Linked DNA regions of Anas platyrhynchos: region 1 is linked to region 2. Evidence: chromatin contacts called from public Hi-C data. All regions are on one chromosome and are shown on one strand. The core of a region is the stretch at or near the end of the contact, and the rest is flanking DNA. Distances in the headings are between cores, read along the strand shown. Region 1 overlaps CLHC1 (clathrin heavy chain linker domain containing 1). Region 2 overlaps RTN4 (reticulon 4).

What was found. Hi-C and Micro-C count contacts between places; a contact is called where the count stands out from the background.
Region 1: a contact with region 2 is called in a Hi-C map of subcutaneous adipose tissue, with 3 times the contacts expected there. The contact joins two enhancer-like sites. A contact is called at or near these places in 6 of 8 Hi-C or Micro-C datasets (F1 follicle, F5 follicle, liver and 2 more).

What each region holds. Positions count from the first base shown.
Region 1 is chr3:4,501,305-4,504,004 of IASCAAS_PekinDuck_T2T, forward strand. All of the region lies in intron 13 of CLHC1 (clathrin heavy chain linker domain containing 1), which reads right to left. Among named protein-coding and RNA genes, the nearest start is that of CLHC1, 19 kb to the right of the region's middle. Within about 2 kb of position 1,262, at least 4 of the 8 cell types and tissues checked have an H3K27ac peak or open chromatin away from gene starts, as enhancers often do. A contact at or near this core is called in F1 follicle and subcutaneous adipose tissue, where this site is marked.
Region 2 is chr3:4,444,159-4,446,858 of IASCAAS_PekinDuck_T2T, forward strand. All of the region lies in intron 3 of RTN4 (reticulon 4), which reads right to left. Among named protein-coding and RNA genes, the nearest start is that of RTN4, 20 kb to the right of the region's middle. Within about 2 kb of position 1,258, at least 6 of the 8 cell types and tissues checked have an H3K27ac peak or open chromatin away from gene starts, as enhancers often do. A contact at or near this core is called in F1 follicle and subcutaneous adipose tissue, where this site is marked.

The sequences.
Region 1 (2,700 bases), core at 12-2,511, 57 kb after region 2:
CTCAACAAGTTGGAATTACACAAGAGTATGAGTATCGTTTTATGGGTCACAGTTTTATTTCCAGTCCTACTGACATTTTAAGGCACCTGGGATACATCAGGAAAGGACATCGGAATAGAATTGTGAAGACACATTGGATACCTGAACCAGTTAAAAAGCCAGAGGAAACAAACAAACAAAAGAAAAAAGAAAGGAGCTGTAAATCAGGCAAAAAAACAGTGCAAATACTGTGCTTTTCCAAATCTGAAAAAACACCTGGCAGATTTTTTTTTTTTTTTTTTTTTTTGCATTCTTCACAATTAGTAGGCCAGAGCACTATAGCACTATTCCCAGAGTTCTCTACTCCCTCAGGAATGCTTATTTAATCCATTTTTAATCCCTCTCTCAGTTTCACCTGAGTGCTGAGAGCAAGAGAAGCAAGCTCTCACTTCTAAGCATCCCATCTTATTCTCTCCAATATTTATGAGAGGAAAAAAAAATGTTTGAACATATGTTGCAAAGCATGACTAAGCAAGAAATCTCATTCCTGACATACCACCCCAATTACACCCACCCAAACTATTATTTGTAATTAACGAGCCTTCTGCAAGGCTTTATAAGGGTTTTATTTACCGTATACATTTGTTTCAGACAAGTCACTATGTTTAAAGTGAAGCTGCGTCTGGAACAAGGGATTTTTTCCTCCTGCCATGGCCATTCCTCTCTGGAATCCTGCAGTGCTGCTTTTCCTCCGTCACCAGTAATGCAGACACTTCTTCCCACAGCCAACCTCCAGACAGTTTCAGTTCTCACACAAAGCAACGGGTGTTCTCAATTTGATGCATTACTTGCTGGTTTACAAATTAATTTAGGAAGGCATACGATGCCGAGCTGCTTAACAGCTGCGTGGAAAAAAAAAAAAAACATAAAAACTGTTCTGGCGATACACAAAAGGCAAAGATTGCGGGTCCCTCTGACCCTGCTCCCTGCTCTCAACATTCATGGGCGCCATCTGCTGGCACGAATTAATTATCAACATCTCTAATTATATAAATGCCAGGTCAAAGCTGAATGCTTTCTGTACGTGTTTTATCTTCTTCCGGAGAAGGCAGGATGTCCCCCCACAACTTCCAGCAAAGATCTGGGACGCAGACCTCTCCAGCCTTCCCTCACCCCCACAGGTGGCAGCTAAAGGTGCCGTGAAAGCAGAGGACAAAGCTCTGACTGCTGGAGAAACTCCAGGCAGCACCTTGGCCTCTCATTACAAGCCTGGAGCCTGCAGACAACCGCCCTGCCTCTTACTCTTGCTCTAGAGGAAACATTGAGCAGTGCCAGTCTCCACGTTCGGAGAGTTTCCTAACACCGACAGCAAATCATCACAGCAGCTGAACGGGACTTTTTGTCCACGCTACCAAAATTATAACATATTCTATTTATACTGCTGTTGTTAAGCTACTGTACGTCTGACACATTTAGACAACAGTTGATCCTAAGCCACAAAATGACTTGGTCTTGGCTATGAAAATGGCTCTAAGCCTGGGGTCATTCTGACGAGCAGTGAAGACTATGATTCACCTTCTTAGTAAGAGCTAAAAGCATCTATTTGCCAAGATCTGGACTCAAAATTCAGGGAGTCCCCATTTCCTTGCAATTAAGAAGCACATGGACATGAGATTTCATTTCACGCCTATTCCTACTTTACACATACAGACAGTGGCACCTGGCACTTCTAGAAAGAACAAACTGCTGCTTGTACGGGTCTCTGTTGGGCAAAAACCAGCAAAATAAATACCTCTAAGAGTGTGGTATTCCCAGTAAGCTCTAGAAGATTAAAGCATTATTCATGTGTGACAAACAGAATCTAAACTTATGAATGTATGAATCAAGGAGGGGATTTCCAGTAGTATTTGAGAATGAGCAGAACATTTAGCTGGCCCTCCTCAAACAAAACTTTTGCCACATGTAGGCTCTGGAATGAGGAAGAAATTCAGTTCTGACGTTCTCTGCCAATGACGTGAAACTCCATTTGGAAACATCAGCTAATGAAAAATACAAAGACGTTCCCACACCCACAGCTATGAAGACAAATTAAGTATACTCACTGAATGGAAATCAGAAGTATTCTTAATAGCTGGGCACAGCAGAAGCAAGTCTAAAACTATTGAAGGATTATACCCTCCCAAATATGTTTTTGCCCAAGGATTAGCTCTAAGAATGACTAAAACCACCACTCTAAGTTTCTCAATGTAAAGAGGATTTAGACATGCAACTAATGAGGGATGTATAAATCCTGATGCACAAGAATATTTATGCCCATACTTGGTTCTGAAGGAAAATTCTGAATATGACCTCCCTATTCAGATATTCCATGAGCAGCTGCCAGTTCCTGATTGCACTTGATCCCAGCCTAGAATACAACTGTTGGGACTCAAATTCATGCAATGTTACTTGTCTGTGAGTCTAATTTAAGAAATGGACCTACTGCAAATGCAGGGCAAGCAATACTTTCATAGCAGTACAATGGTTCAGCTATGCATGACACTGCCCTGTGATTCTGCATCACCCACGTTTACACACACAAGACATTTACTTAATCAGCAGTCTTCTGTCCAACCCAGTTTCAAATATCCCAAAGGATCGAACTATCATCTCCCATGGACAACACTTCCATAATAGTCACTCTGCTAAGAACTTCCTCCTCATAATCAGCATAATTTATTT
Region 2 (2,700 bases), core at 8-2,507:
AGGTCTAGGGCTTTCCTTCAGAAGGACTTCACTCAAGGTTTTTGCTTTTAATTCTTCCTGCTCCTCCCCAGAGTCTCTGCACTGGAAGAGAAGTCTTTATTTATGATGCCCTCAAGAGCCAAATAATCTAAAAATATAACCAGGTGAAAGTAAATCAAGATTTTATGTTGAATCAAAAGGTATTTTACAAATAACCTGCTCCCGAAGGAAACTGATCCGAGGCATTCTAGGGTATTTTTCCCTCAGTCAAATAAAAAACAAAACCAATGCTTCCCATCTGCTGAATGGCTCTACCTAAGTGAGCTACAAATAAACAGAAATGAACCAAGTGGATGCAGCGCTGGTGCAAGACAGCATTTCGAATTTCTTTTACACTTCATGTAACAGCAACAACCTGGCTTGCTGTTGCAGAACCACAGGATGTATTTTATTTCTGCCCTTACTGTCTGGGAGTAAAAAGAAAAGCTTTGCCACGATTACCACTCAGCTACAGCTACCCTCTCAGAGCACAATGAATGCGCCCCCTCAAAAAGATATGAAATATGTAAGGCATCAGTACTTTGCTGTATTTTTGTAATTCAAGTACTGAGCACTGTTAGCACGTACAAACGAGAGCTGTGTAAGCCTGTACAATCTAGTGTTAACCCCAGCACATCCAAACACATCTGCAGAGAATGATTTTTCAAAAGCACCACGAAACACGGGTTTCCTGTGAAACTGACTGCCTGACAGTCAGCTTCTCAAAGCCATTTCTTAAACTTCCTGCAACACTTGGCACGAACAATCTGAGTATTTAAACTGCCTGCGGAGTTACACTGAGGTACACAACCACATGTCACGAACACGAGTTTAGGTTTTGGGGACCCTACGGCATACTTTGAGTCTGCAATTTGGTCAAATAAAGAACTCTGTGTGCCATGCATCAAAAAAAGGTTATGGAACGGTGTTTTGCTATCGTATTCATGCGAACTAACTGCCTGCATCCGGAAGTAATTAGGTGCTATAGTGACGAAAGCCTGCACAACAAAAGGGCTAAGCTTTGTAACAGGCTCCAACTCTGCGAACGTTAAGTGAACTTCAACATGGCAGAATTTCTCCAAACCTTGAACGCAATCCTCTGGAAGTCATGTTGACCTCCTGTTCCTTTGCAAACACTAGGTGGCATCAAAGCCCTCCTTAATGAACATGCTGTGAAAGGAGCGCCCACAGCCCCCGCTGCACCACAGGCCTACGCACACCCCCACGGGAACAAGGCCTGACAAGGCCTGAGCGAAGCTGCAGCTGCTGGGGCGCCGGGCGGCAGCACTGGGACAAGGAGGGAAGGGCCCCTCTGAGGGCACAGCAGTTTTACAGAGATGGAAAATACAGGTTTTAAAGCCCAAATTGAAAAATGAAGGCAAAAAAAACAAACAAACAAACACGCTTTTCATGATCTCTTAAGGCGACACTCGAGTGCTCAACAGTCGTAGGCACTGGTGTTGCCGAGTGGTCTTTGCCCTTGAAACTACTCTCAGTAGTACCATCTTAAATGGAGATAGGCTTCTTTAGTTTAGTTCTGAATTACTGTGGCAATTTTTTTAAAATCTGTGCCGCCATGACGTACACGGCCCCTGTGGTCTGACACCATTACAGAACACAACAGGCAGCCCACAGCTCTGTCAGGCAGCATTAAACAAACCCAGTGCTACCGGCCAGGCTGTTAAAAGCTTTGTGTGCTTTACTGGGGTGATGGTTTTCATTAAAAAACATAATCTGCAGTCATTTTGGGGTTGCTGTTGGCTCCCTGCAGTCCACTGGGACAGGCAGAAGTTAGAGCTGCAGGTGCACAGAGATATGCTTGCATTTAGGTCAGCTTTCAACAAACAGGAGCGGTATTTGAGAACATCACAGTACAGCGAGACTCAGAAGCACACACACACAGATCGGCTCCTGGCCCTGTGAATGACCCCCTTCCTTTCTGAGAGAGTGGGAAGCAACTAAGTGTTCTTTGCTTTGTTACTCTGTTTGCTACTTTGTGTTTAAGTAATTGGGTATTAAGATTAAATTTTATTCAAGGCTTGTGGTCAGAATCTGGAGGCAGGTTCCAGAAGCCCAGTTCCATGTTCCATAACACAGTAAACATGAGCAAAAAACAGCACATACTTTAAAAAGCAAACATAAATCTAGAAAAAAAAAGGATGATTTTCATTTCTTATTCTCATCTATTTAACTTTAAGAAAATGTTCCTCTATAAGAAGACAGATAATTATTTTTTCTTCCCAAGCAATACAGCATGTCAAAAAGAACAACTGTTTTATAGGTTGAATACCTCCACCGACAGAGACTGCAGACAGCTCCCCAGTTCCCAGCCCCCTGCCTGACCCAGCTCCTGCCCCTCAGCTAACATAGAAGCAGGACAGATGGGTGCCCTGTCACAGCATCGTGCCACTAGACAGGAGAACGCAGACAGTCTTCAACTCCCTCCTCTCCTTTCATGCGCAGTTCCATACAGACAGAACAGCAACAGCTGTGTCCTTGTCAGACCCAAAAACTTCCTGTTAAAAGAACTAACAAAAAAGCTAAAATATATACATGTAACATTCAGGGTTTCTTTTTGTTTGTTGGTTTTAATCTCTTAACTAACATTTTTGCAATAAGGCTTTTTGCCCAAACATTTGATTTTATTATAAAAACATAATTCTGCTTTCTGCAGTAATAGGT